Linked DNA regions of Mus musculus: all the other regions are linked to region 1. Evidence: chromatin contacts called from public promoter capture Hi-C data. All regions are on one chromosome and are shown on one strand. Each heading gives the region's core, a stretch centred on a gene start, on an enhancer-like site or on the middle of the called end of the contact. The rest is flanking DNA. Distances are from core to core; before and after follow the strand shown. Region 1 holds the start of Spns1 (spinster homolog 1). Region 2 holds the start of Rgs10 (regulator of G-protein signalling 10). Region 3 holds the start of Tial1 (Tia1 cytotoxic granule-associated RNA binding protein-like 1).

Region 1 (4,544 bases), core at 184-2,683:
TAGCTGGCTCCCTCTGTGCGATGTCCCAGCTCAAGTGGACAGCCCAAGAGCAGCCACGGCCATTGCCTCCAAGAGCCCTGGCCACTAAAGCTTCACTAGGCAAACCTGCATGTATGTAGGCCTACTTGAGGCAATTAAGAACGAGGGGTTGTGTGGGCAGTAGCCTCACTCACCAGTCTGGATGAGGCCAGTACTACCATCTCCGATGTTAAAGAACTGCTCGATGTCTGTAAGAACCCCTGGAAAGAAAAAACAAAGAATGAGCGCCAAGAGGCGACCCTATCCTGGGGAACTTCTCCCTTGCCTATATCCCTTCTTCGGAGCATCAGTGCGTACCTGCCACGGTGAAGCGGTCCATGTAGTTCAGGAGGTTAATGTAGCACAGAACCACCACTATGAGGGTCGAATGGCCCCGAGATAAGCCAGTGATGCGCTGTAGCCCCTCACAGTCTGGGACCTCGAGTTCCCCGGACTTTGGATTCCCCATGGGTCCTGGCAACCCCGGATGGCCGGGCGCTGGCCCGTCATCAGGATCATCTGCTTGGCTGAGGAAGGGCGCCGTGTCGGACCCGGCCATGGTCCCTGGGGAATCGCAACCGCCCACGCTTCGGTCCTACCTCCGACGGAAGGAGGTTGGAGAGAGGACTGCGAGAAGACTTGCCCACTATCGCCTAGGAGCGTGGTCCGATGCACAGTGCACCACTGCGAAAAGCCCTGGGCTTCGTCATTCCCTCTGGTTCCGACAGAGGAGAGCACACAGGAGGTGCAGGTGACGCTGGGACAGGAGCAGGAAGACCAGGACCCAGTCCCTCTTCTCACGCTGACGCACTCCAAAGCCCGGGAAGGAGCGCGCCACACTCGCTGTTGCTCAGTCCAAGCTCAGCAACACAACTGCCGCCATGTTGCCCAAGAGCAGGTCATGTGACACCGGAGCCCTACCGGAGAAAGTCACCCGGTGCAAGGATTGAACACGTGACCTGCCACCGCCTACGGAAGCCTCCAGGGTTTCTAGGGCTCCTCCGCTATGGTAACCCGACGCTCGTTCCTACTTCCACCAGTAGCCTCCAGGGGGCCTCGCAAGCTGGTGTAATCAATCGCCTAGATGGAATACCCATTTATCCGATTTCACGAGATAGTGGATTATTTGGAAATATTACATCTCTACAGATGCTAGTGAGTTGTTTCCTCTTTTCTTCTTCAGTGACTGGCTGATGGCTTCATTGCTCAGTAATTGTTGGATGAATAGCGGCGAGCAGCTGCCTCCTTTTGTTTACCAATCATGAGCTTTCACTGTGGACATTTAGATTCCTATAGAGTCGGGCGTAGTAGCGCATACCTTTAGTCCCAGGAGAAGGCAGAAGGACGGAGATCTTTGCAATTTCAAGGACAGCCTGGTTTACATAGCGAGTTCCAGGTCAGCCAGGGCTACATACTGAGTGAGACCCTGCCTCCAAGAAAAGATGCTAGAGTTTAGGAGGAAGAGGATGTTTTGTCTATGGCCTCGAGTTTTTCTCCAACCAAGACTAGTGTCCTCGCGCCCTCTGGTGTCTCTCCTGGAGGACAGGCGGAGGCTCAGAACCAATGAACTGCAATGTACCCTGCACCAAAAAATGGCATATGGCTCTAATCCCAGCACTAAAGAGACAGAGGCAGCCGATCTCTGTGGTCGAGGCTAGCCTGGTTTACTGAGCAAGTTCCCGGGTGACCAGGGCTACACGGAGGAACCTTATCATAAACCAACAACAACAAACTCAATCTGGCTGGTGGCACATGCCTTTAATACCTTTAGTCTTGAAAACAAAACATACAAAAAAAAAATCCCACTAGGTGTGGCAGTGAATTAAACAAACCTTTTATCTCAGCACCCACGGAGCAGAGGCTTTTTTTTTTTTGGCTTGTTTTTTCATTTTTCTTTCTTTTATTTCCAAGGTTTCTCTGTATGTCTGACTGTCCTGGAATTCCCTTTTTTGACCAGTGTGGCCACCAATTCACAGGCATCCACCTGCCTTTGCCTTCAGAAGGCTGGGATTAAAGGTGTTCCATGGCGAACCGTCTCAGGTTGCTAGTTTTCCTTAATATACATACATTCTGAATGCAAAATACTATGATTCTATGAAAATACTGTTTTGTGATCCCACTTCCAGAACTGGGATGTAGTTCAGTTGATAGTAAATACTGCCAAGCATTCCTGAAACCCTGGGCTCAAGTCCCCAGTACCTCATTCACCCAGCCCGTTGCAAAAGGTAGAAGGAGGAGAATTGGAAGTTCAAAGTGGTCCTTGATACATAGCAATAGTTAACTTTAATGTGGCTTTGGGTACATAAGACCCAGTCTCGACAAAACAAAAAACAAAACAAAACAAAACAAAAAATTAAAGATTCCTCTTGGGGCTGGAGATGGCTCAGTGGTTAAGAACACTGACTGTTCTTTCAGAGGTCCTGAGTTCAAATCCCACATAGTGGCTCACAACCATTGGATCCAATGCCCTACTCTAGTGTATCTGAAGAGAGCGACAGTGTATCCATATACAGAAAATAAATCTTTTTTTTTTAATATCCCTCTCAGCACAGCAGAGGAAGAGGCAGATAAAAGTTTGAGGATTTGAAGACTGGACTGTATTGAGTCTTAAGTCAGCCTGGACTAGATAATGATGAGATACAGAGACAGAGAAAGAAAGAGAGAGAGAAAGAGAAAGTTAGAGAGAGAGAGAGATTGAGAGTTCGAAAATAGGTAAGGGCCAGCAAGGTGGCTCAGAGGATAAAATACTTGGTACCAATACTGACAATCTGAGTTCTGTCCCTATCCAAATGGCAGAAGAGGATTGCCTGCCACAAGCTGTCCTCTACCTCACACATGTGCCATGACATGCACACAAAATAAAAACGTAATAAAAGATTAAAAACGTAAAACACTGTGAGATGAAAGAAACGTGACATAATAGGTTGCCTACTGCATTACTCAATTCAAATGAAAACCTAGTGTCTGGACACACGCACCAGGCATCCCACATGCTCAGGAGGCAAGTGGGTCACTTGAACCCAGAAAACTGACTCTATCTGGGCTATCTAATGAGTCTCTATCTCAAAAAAAATTTTTTTTTTAAATCATGTTGGCATTTGAGAAAAGCTGAGTCCGTGGCAGATGGATTGAAGGTTAGGAGGGGAGCAGTGAGCATGAAGGGATTTACAGAGATCTGCCTGCCTCCCTCTGCCTCCAGAATGCTGGGATTAAAGGTGTCAGCCACCCCTCTCAGGTTGCTTGTTTACCTTAATGTACATACAATCTGAATACAAATTACAATAATTCTATAATTTAGAAAGTACTGCTTTTACTAGACTACAGGTGGGGCACGGGATGGAGAGGAACAGAAAGGCTCCGGTCTGAGAACAAACTGAAGTTGGAAGCTACTGGGCTATACAGATCAAAACCCCATCAAAAGGTGTGGAGTTCAGGCGTGGTGTAGATAAGGAAGACGAAGCAAATTTCAAGGTGAAGCTTGCAGGGCTACGGATGCATGGCGCTTTCGGTCCCCATCCCTAGCATCACAAAGCAAAGTATGAAGCCTGGCTGGAACATAGCTCAGTGGCAGAGCACCTGTGCAACCTGAATGAGGGCCCGGTTTTCACCCTCAGCACAAAAAGGGGACAACGGTGACACATTGTTTCTGGCTCATTCACTAAGATGGGTGACAGTGGGGTTCTCTGAGACATGAAATTTATTCCTTCAGTAGACTTTGGGAGGCAATGACCGTATATGATCATGAACCAGGAACTAGACATCATTGATAAGAACAAGACAGTGTTTGCTGGGCACTTACAAACGGATGGGAAAGCAAGAAACAGGCAATCAGGCAGAGGTGGAGGCAGCTAGAGCCTTGCTTCAGGCTAAGGTGGGACAGTAAAAACGATGTGACCAGCTCTGCAGAAGCTTTCGGGAAGAACCGACCTCTGTGTTAGAAAGTGTTGCTGCTGTGGAGCTGAAAATTGCAAAGGGACATAAGGAAAGGTAAAACAGTCCCTGTGGAGGCGCACGTCTGCAATCCCAGCGCCTGGGAGGCTGAGGCTAGCCTGGTTACACGCATGAACCACCGCCAAGTATGCTCAACAGAAATTAGCATCCCAGGCTCCTCCTCAGAGCTTCTGCACCTGGTCCTCACTTCTGCAATCACATGATCCAGTACACACACACACACACACAAACACACACACACACACACACACACACACACGCACACACACATTTTATGAGTATGTGTGTTTTGTCTGCATGTATGTATATGCCCGGTGCCCCCCAGAAGTCTGAAGGTGATGTGGAATCCCTTGGAACTGAAGTTAACAAGTGGTGCCACCATGAGGGTGCTGGGAACTGAACCTGGGTCCTCTGCAAGTGCTCTGAACCTCTAATCTCTCCAGCTCCCTACCCACTTTCTTTTTTTTTTGTTTTTGGGTTTTTGTTTGTTTGTTTGTTTTTTGTTTTTTGAGACAGGGTTTCTCTGTATAGCCATGGCTGTCCTGGAACTCACTTTGTAGACCAGGTTGACCTCA
Region 2 (4,167 bases), core at 1,487-3,986, 2.0 Mb after region 1:
CTGACTTTTATCAAGGCCCCCTGCTTCCCCTACCTGATAGGCAGAACATAGAGCCTCCAACTGCGAACCTTAGAAACAGGTGGGGCTTCCAGCTCTCTACTTACAGATGCCATCTTTGATGAGATTTAACTCTTTCAGCCTCACATAGAATGCTCTGGGGGAGAGAGGCTTGCAGTCAAGCCCAGCCCAGGCTCCCGCAGGGGTACGGCCAGCTTTGGTGGGGCTTCAGTAGGATACTCTGGAAAACCTCTTTAAAAGCGAAGTTCAGGCGGGGTGTTGCTCTGGGGCAGGCCATTTGCCTACATATACAAGGCCTTGGGCACACCTCTAGCACCACAAGAAAAAAAAAAAAAAACATCAAAATTACCTTCTCCCAAATCCTTAACTGTCCTGCAGACGGCTTGCCTGCTGCACAGCATCTCTGTAAGGAGCCCTCACCCTCCCTCCTTTCTCACTTGGCTCCTTTTCTTGATGTTGGGTGGTGATGATAGTGACCAAACTGGCAGGGGCTCGTGTCCTTTCACAGGGCAGCAGAACTTATACCCACAGATTTCAAGGAAATTGGGCTCTGGCCATATAGACATCCAACACCAAGCACTGCTATTTCCCTGCTGGCCTTTGTATCACTGGTGTGGGCAAGCTTCATCAGGGTTAGTCTGTTGCCCTGGAACAGATACATGCTAGCAATGACTGTGAAACTGCCTTTCAGTTTGGGATTGCAATCTGGCCGTATGCAAAAGCATCCCAAATCCAGGTATCTGTCACAATTCAGTGGTTCTATTTGTATTATATTCTGGCCAAATATAATTTTAAGCAGCAAGCAACCTAGGCAAGGCTAGACGGAACTCCCCTACATGATGGAAAAAGAAAGAAAAGGAAACTAGTAAGCCCCACACCTTTATCATGTATCCAGCATTGCACTTGGGGCTTCTCAGGTTTAACTGCTGATCCTACTATTAGTAATGTAAGCATATCCTTATCAGAATTAAAACCTGTAGTTAATGGCTAGCAACACGGTTCAGTGGGTAAGGATGCTTACATCCAAACCTGACGGCTTGATTTTGACTACTGGGACCTATCGGTAGAAGAAAACTGATTTCCATAAGTCATCCTCTAACCTCCACATACAAGCTGTAGCATGCAAACACACATATGCACACACACACACACACAGAGACGCACACGAGCACACACATACACATGATAAATATGATCTAAAATAAAATTTAAGTATGTAGTTAAGTCCACAGCTTCCTGAAATCCACTGTTCCAGCCTTGATGTCTGACATATGTTGATATGTCCCACCACAGTTCATTTCAGTCCACCTATGACGTAGCAACCAGTTCCCAGATGCCCTGAACATTTAGCAATTGGTTCTTGCAAGCTACACTGAGCCAGCACCAGCACAGCTCTGCGGCACAGAAAGGTCCAAGGACATTCATTATTCAGTGTGGCGGAGTGGCAGAGTCAAGGTTGGAGTTTAACTCCGGTGCCTAGAATCTGACCACCACTCAGTGTCAGCCATCAGCATCACAAGGGAATGTGACCACTCGGGAACACTAATGGAGCATTTCAACGCATATTAAGACAACAGTGCAAACTCTTTACAATAACTCTATGGAATCTGACTTTAGTGGGGTTGTCTTAAATAATTAATGAAATGATTTGCATGTGGCTGATGGGGGGGGGGGAGTCTCCAATTAAGCACTTAAAGCTACCCTTTGCACATCCCCAGTCACAAAGAAGTTGCACAGCTGTCGAGTGGTGGCCAAGGGATTGGGTCTATGTCTGATTGCAGCCGCTTAACCACGTTTGATATTTACGTGAAAAGAGGAAACCGGCTAAAGCGTAGTGAATCTCTGGGCGACAGAAAAGCAAGCCTTTGAACCCCGAACCCAGAGTCAAGCAAATAAACCTACGTTTAAAAAAATCCATCAGCTAAGAGTAGAGCAGGTTACCCAACACCCTGGCTTTAGAGCCCCACCCCTCCGACGCGGCTGCTCTAATGGTGAAGACAAGAGAAAGCACACAAGGTGTCAACACAGCTCCTGGCCACAACCTAAGCCATCAAAGAGTGTTAGGTGTTATTAAGAACAAAAAGGATGGCACGATTCAAATCACCATTTCTGCACCGTGGGTTCTTTGTCTTGCCAAGTTGCCCCAAACTGTGGGTCAGGCAGGTTCAGGGGGAAAAACAAAGTGACTCCCCCGCCGTGTCACACAAGTTCCTCCCCCGCCCTGGTGTGCAGCCACCTTGGGACTCCACTTTTTTTGGCGCCGCGGGGCCGGCCACTCCGGGGATGCAGAGGTCCGGCGGAGCATCCTTCCCATTCCGCCCGAGAAAGAGGCTGCACGCAGGAGGGAAGCCTGGCTTCCCACGCTGCCTCGGAGTGAGGGGCTGTTAATGTGTCTCCCGTGGTTCCCAGACCTTCTCTAGAAAGAAAGCTGCTCTGACTCCCGCTTCAAGCCCAACTTCCTCCCCGGGCGGCTCCCCGGCTCTGCGCTCCCGCCGCGGCTGGGACAGAGCGAGCGGGGAGGAGCGCGGCTGCTGTCCGGGCGGCACAGCGAGCCGCGCCAGGGGACCCGGCGACCCCGTCCTTCCCGCGCCCAAGCGCCCGCAACCGCTTACCAGACGGCGGCCGCTTCCTGCTCAGTCGGCTCACGGCGCGGGTGAACATCGCCGCGGGCGTCCAGAGGACGGAGCAGCCGGGCAGCGCGGCGGCTAAGCCCGAAGAGGGCAAGGAGGAGGAGGAGCCCGCGCGACGCCGCCCCTCCAGGCTCCGCCCGCCGCCTCCTCCCCGCCGCGCTCCCCTCTCCCTGCCCACCCGCGCCCGTGGGCACTGGGTCCAGCCCTCAGTTACCCGCGCAGGGCAGGGCGCGGTGGCCCCGGGTGACCCTCAGCTCCCGCGCACATCCCGGTCCCTCCCCTCGCGGCCTGGAGACATACAGCGTTCGGTGTCCCTGCCAGGCCCGAGTCACCTCCCAGATCGCCCCCGGGTCTACCCGATTCCGTGGGCGCGCGGCCTGCTCACGCCGCGAATGCCCGGGAGGCGTCACCAGAGTCCCGAGCCAAGCCGCCGCGAGTGGGCGCCCACTCTGGCCCACGCCACGCCTGTGCCGGGGCTTCCAAGCCCCGGGACAAACCTCGGAGAACGCTGTCTGGAGCCTCTGCGGTTTCAGAGTGGATCTGAGCGCGCCAGCACATTTTTTAACTTGGACGACACTTGGGTGCAGTCTCAGGAGAACCTTTGCGCTCAACTACCGGAATCCTGTAGATCCCAGCGCCGGGCTCAACGCTCCTCCTGGTGCCAGTCACCTGCTCAGCGCCGCGCTCCACGCTCATCTAGTTTCCCATTTCTTTTTACCAAACAGCCCAAGAGGGGGGTGTCGTTAGCCCCATTTTCTTGAGCATTCGGTTTGCAAGGAATTGTCTTTCTGGCGAGTTTTATTTTTCTCCTTGTGGGTCTGGCTTTGTCTCGAAATTGGTCTTTATTTTTAGCTGTGCTAATTGCTATTTTTCTAAACCATTCCCCAGTCGCCCCCCCAACCCCCCGCGCGCGTTCTTTCGCAGGATTTTCACTAGTTGGCACTTTCCTTTATATCTTCTATTCTGAGCTTCCCATTTTGCTCTATTTTCCTCCCTTTTTGTCCACCCTGCAGTCCCAACGCCACCTCAGCCCTGGCCCTCTGTGGTTATTCACCATCTCTCTGCCTACCCTTCCCCACTCCATCATTTCCAAACACGGCCATTTGTGCTATCCAAAGAGGATGTTCCGTCCCCTGAAGGCTGCAGAGGTCTTCAGCTGCGGCTTGCAGGTGAGCACCATCAGTGTGGCTTCCAAGCCGGGGTTTCTGAATGTCTCCAGCTGCTATTGCCGCCCGCCCCCCCCCCAAGCTTCCTGGCCATTGAAATAGCTCTTGGGTCATAGGCTCTGTAAAAGCTGAGCCTAAACCGACACAGACACAGACATAATGGTGCTCTCCTTTAATCCCAGCAACCCCAGCACTCCGGAGGCAGAAGCAGGAAGATTCTTTGAGTTAGAGGACACCCTGATATACATAGCAATGTCTAAGGCAGCTACATAGAGAGTCAGAAGGAAGGAGTCAGAAGGGAGGGAGGGAGGGAGGGAGGGAGGGAGGGAGGGAGGGAGAGAGAGAGGGAAAGA
Region 3 (4,755 bases), core at 1,226-3,725, 2.1 Mb after region 1:
AAGTGGGAAAAGGAAGGTATATGAACACATACTGACACACAGGAACAACAGAGCTAAGATGTTTATTCACTCATGTGTATACATCACAGTTTTAGGTAACCAAACATAGACACCTGAAATGTCTTTCAGAAAAAAAGACAAGAGATCTGAGATGATAAATGTATGAAATATTAAAATTTAGCTCTGGTCTAAAGAAGATGATAGAGTGGATGCAAAGAAATTACAGGAATTAAAAAAAAAAAAAAACAGAAAAGGAATACTATGTAACAGACAAAAACAAGAAACCTCTTCTAAGGAACAAATAGATGCAGTTAATGAGACCTGAGAATTTACCAATTACCCAGTAGCTATTATGATGCAATGATGACATTTCAGGTATTTTAGATACAATGTAACTGTCATCTTCCTTGAATATATACTTGCTAGGCCTTCCCAGATACTTGCTAGCTTTCCCAGATGCTGGAAGATCTCACACACAGAAAGATTTTCATTCAGGGGGTATAATATGTTTAGGATGTTTTCAAGTTTAAAAAAAAAAAAAAAAAAAAAAAAAGATGTTTTCAAGTTTCCCAAGCCAGATGTTAAGCGAAATAAAAATGTAAAGTATAAACAATGCTCAAAAAATATCTGTTATCAACACTGAATATACATATGGACCTTCTTTACTGAACATATTTTCTGTGCTACGCATGAAGCTCTGAGAAGCTAGCTAGTCAGAGGTCCTGAATGTCTATCCACCGTCGTCGATTCCCTAAAAAGTACTTTCCCCATCAGCTAACCCAGCCAAGTGGACTCTGACCATCATACCAATCAATACTAGGCAGTGGGAGGCAAGAGAGACAAAGCAGTAGGCTGACTCTATGTATTTACTCCAGGCAGGAGTAGTAGGCCTGGAGAGGCTGGGAAAACCCAAGGTGCTCACTTTAAACAATGAATTGGAAATTACTCAGACTAAGGAAAAAAAAAAAAGAGTGCCACACTATTTGGAAAGGAATACAGACGCTGAGTCATCACTCTGCATGGGAGGGGGGGCCGGCGGAGGGGGGTAGGAAACGCCAATTAAGCGGTTGGAAGATGCGATTCATTCATTAGATTGGGCTTCAGGTGAAACCCGACAGCTATACCGCGAAAAATAGCACTCAAAAGACAGGTAACAAATAGCGGGAGCAGTCATCCTTTTATCCAACTCCGATGGTCCGGACGCACAAACGGATTAGGAAGCGGCATCACTAACTGAGCGAAAGGAGTTTAACTGGTTGTCAGGTTGGCGCAGTAAGCGCTCAAAGTAAACTTCGTTATCCAAGGGACAGAGGTGGTGCACGGTGGCGAAAAGCAATCACTTTGGCACTTCAAAAGCAGCAGGCGCTAGGCGGGTGTTTCTGACAGCGTGGGGCACGTGGGGCAGAAAGAGACAAGGGGCTCCTCTGGTTAAAGAGTGGTAGACTGGGGAGAAGGACTCGGAGCGACTGAGGCTGAGGACGTGGACTGCTGAGGACGTGGACTGAGGCTAAACGTTCAAGCCAAAGGATGCAGTAGTGGTCCCACCCCCGCCAAGCCCTGCCCCCGTAGGGACCCACAGCTCCTGGCTCAGCCCGGAGCCCCCAAAGCACAGGGGGAACAGTAGCTCTCCCGCGCCTGACAGCCTCAGCCGTGCACAAGCCCAGCCAAGCAAGAGTGTGCAAAAGAAGGGGTCGGGAGGAAAAAGTCGAGACAAGCCCTAGACCCTAGGAAGTGACTGTGTTTGGGGGGGAAGGGAGGGCTTCCTTCTCTGGGAAGGGGGACAGATGAGGAATGCACTTCACAGCCGCGCCACCGCGACGCCCGGCTCTCCGCTTCTAGTCCCGGGCTCCTGCTCTCCCTTCCTCCCTCCGCTTCCCGCAGTGCCCGGGCCACTCGGTGCCTGGCACCCCGGGTCTCGGGTACTCACAGAGTCCGGGGCTGTCCGTCGTCTTCCATCATGGTGGGTGCGACGGAGTGATCCCGGGACAAGGGGGAGGGCAGGGCTGGGGAGGGGAGGGGGCGGGAAGGAAGGGGAGGGGGGCTCCGGGCGCCGGCTGGGGACAGAGGAAAAGGTACTGAACCCCGCTCTCGGGTCCGCTCCCCCCAGCCCGCTCCGGACACTGCGCTCCAACCAGGAGGAGCAGGAGGAGGAGGAGGATGAACAAAATGGCCGCCACCACCAGCCAGGCAGGAAACGCGGCAGGGCGCAGGCGCGGCCCGCCAGGTCACTGCTCAGGCCAGCTGCGACGGCCTGTCCGGCAAAAGTAGCTAAAGAGACAGAAAGCCCGGCCAAAGAGTACACCCTGCGACTGGACACGACGGAGCACGTTGTCGCTGTGGGCCTGCTGGCCAGTCAAGACCTATCCGGGTCCAAGAGAGACCCAACACAGAGAGAAAAGCCGCGAAACCAAGTCTCCGGGAATTGCGGTCCCGGGAAAGTGGGGGAAGCCCTTCTCCAGTGGCCTTCTGGGAACTGTAGTTCAAGGCAGACCCTGCGCCTGCCGGAGCGCGAAGGAGAGATTTCTGGGTAGTGTAGTCGTACGTGAGGACGTGCCGCGACTAAGTAGTCGGCGTGCCGGGATAGAGCGAGGAATAAAAGGCGGGCGGCCGAAATAGAGAGGAGCTGTCCGGGAAGTAAACTACAAATCCCAGAGTGCCTCGCGCCGGGGCCCGCCCCAGGATCGCTCTTAGCATCTTAAGGCTCTTCTGTTGGTCCAGTGTGAGCTTCTGCTCCGCCTCCGTCCAGCCCCAGAGCGGTTTCTTCAACTGCAGATCAGGCGGTGTGCTGGCTCCGCGTGGTTCTCCCGTCAGCCGGCCTTGCCCGCCTCTACTCTCAGAACTGCTGGTCCGTGTTCAACAACCGACGCCTCACGCGACGGGCAAAAGAGTGGCAACTCTGAACCCGGAGAGATGTAGCGGACATCGGGCAACACCAGATCCAGCCTTGTCTTTGAGCACGTGTTCTAACCAGATAGGCCTTTCTAGACTATACCGCTTGTAACTTGCTTTACAAGTTCCACAAGGATCGCTACCCATTATCTCATCGGATTAGTGGGTAAGGCTGCAAAAGAGCAGCCCCTCATTCAAATGGCTTGTACCGCTCTTTCAAATCCCTACTTAAAACTTAAATATTCGCGTGGTGGCGCACAGTGCTACTGAACAGGAGGATAATGGATTTAAGGCCAGCCTAGAAATAGATACCAAGACCTTATCAAAAACTAATAATCAGTGAAAACAGCAAAGAGGCTCAACGACCAGGTCTCATGCCAAAACAGTCTGGAGTTCGGTATTGGAGGACACGGGCTGCTAGTATTGAGATGCTAAAGCAAGAGAGGAGATAGAATCATGACAATCTACTGGATGTACACCACATTTGTGGCTGAGGCCCCTAGGGGTCAGACGAAGGGATGGCATTCCCTGCCTGAGACTGGAGTTAACAGTGGTTGTGAGCTGCATATGAGTGCTGAGAACCAAACTGGAAGCCACTGTAAGTGTGCTCTTAACCAGCTCTCCCGTGCCCCCAGCTGCACACTGTCTCATTGAAGGAGAGAAAAGGTCTGGTGGCCAACAGAGAGCTTTGGGGTAGCTTATAGATCTGCTTAGCTGCATACTGAAACCCTACCTGAATTTACAGGTACAGTGGGAGATTGGAGGCTGCTTCTCCATGAGCCTAGGAAGGAGAGAGTAAGTCTGAACGAGAAACGGATTATATCCCAAAGTGAAAAAGGAAAGAGCAACTGGGCGTGGTGGCGCACGCCTTTGATCCCAGCACTTGGGAGGCAGAGGCAGGCGAATTTCTGAGTTCGAGGCCAGCGTGGTCTACAGAATGAGTTCCAGGACAGCCAAGGCTATACACAGCAAATCCTATCTCGAAAAAGCCAAAAAAAAAAAAAATTAATTTTTTTTTTAAAAAAGGAAAGGAAAGAACTTCAGAGAGCTTCAGAAATCTACACAAGTGAAACAAAGGGGTCAGAAAAAAAAATAGGGAAGGGAAGAGGTGGGGAAGGCACCAAGCTCAGCCTCAGCCATACAGTTCCCATCCACTTCCAAAAGGTAAGCCAAATGAAACGCAGGCAGTCCTATACCCAGAACAAGCCCACAACCCTTGTAAGCCTTAAATCCAGGTTTGACGCAGCAGTAATTGCCCCAGCAGAAAAATTCAACAGCAGAGAGAATCTTATCTTGTCACACTGTATGACTCAGAGGCCAGTAGCCAGAAGCAATCTGAAGGGAGAATCTATTTTTAAAAACAGCTACCTGGGGACCTGAAACCAGGGAGCGCCCACAGAGCCTCAACCTGTTAGCATCCCAAGACAAAGAGAGGTCCACACATGCTGTGTAGAGAGCAGGAAAGCTAGTCACCAACAAACCAAAGGATGCAGGTGACAGAATGTTCTCAGGCTGGGAAAACCATGGAGAAATTATTAGGTGGCTATGAGACCCATGGGTGGATCAAATTCTAGAGTCACCTACCTGTTACTACTGTTAGTGCTTAAGGATACTGGCATTCCAAGGGGTGTTTCTGATACCCACAGCTGGATCCCTCCAGCAGGGTGGTTAGTATTCAGGAGGTCTTGTAAGCATGAAGCTGGGGCCTCTAGCTGTCCCAGGCTGCAGTTCATACCCCATTGCATTTAGGAGACGCCCTTCAGCTAAAAGGGTTATCCCAGCAGTGTGATGTGGAGAGTCGGGACAGAGTGAGAAAATCTGCCTAGTCCACAGAAAGTAAAACTTGACCAGCAGACATCCCTGCTG

The links. Promoter capture Hi-C pulls out the DNA fragments that hold promoters and counts their contacts.
Region 2: a promoter capture Hi-C map of liver shows a contact between it and region 1, with 3 times the contacts expected there. The contact joins the promoter of Rgs10 here to the promoter of Spns1 in region 1. A contact is called at or near these places in 2 of 39 promoter capture datasets (both in liver) and 1 of 9 other capture datasets (liver).
Region 3: a promoter capture Hi-C map of liver shows a contact between it and region 1, with 2.3 times the contacts expected there. The contact joins the promoter of Tial1 here to the promoter of Spns1 in region 1. A contact is called at or near these places in 2 of 39 promoter capture datasets (liver and neutrophils) and 1 of 484 Hi-C or Micro-C datasets (B cells).

The regions. Positions count from the first base shown.
Region 1 is chr7:126,376,501-126,381,044 of GRCm38.p6, forward strand. Spns1 (spinster homolog 1) reads right to left here and starts at 1,434. Exons shown (of 12, transcript NM_023712.3): 1 at 337-1,434; 2 at 174-239. The coding sequence starts at 577.
Region 2 is chr7:128,415,436-128,419,602 of GRCm38.p6, forward strand. Rgs10 (regulator of G-protein signalling 10) reads right to left here and starts at 2,737. Exons shown (of 5, transcript NM_026418.2): 1 at 2,631-2,737. The coding sequence starts at 2,679.
Region 3 is chr7:128,459,198-128,463,952 of GRCm38.p6, forward strand. It overlaps Tial1 (Tia1 cytotoxic granule-associated RNA binding protein-like 1), which reads right to left and starts at 2,476. Exons shown (of 12, transcript NM_001347640.1): 1 at 1,928-2,476. The coding sequence starts at 1,959. Gm32816 (a long non-coding RNA gene) reads left to right here and starts at 2,523. Exons shown (of 4, transcript XR_378509.4): 1 at 2,523-3,055.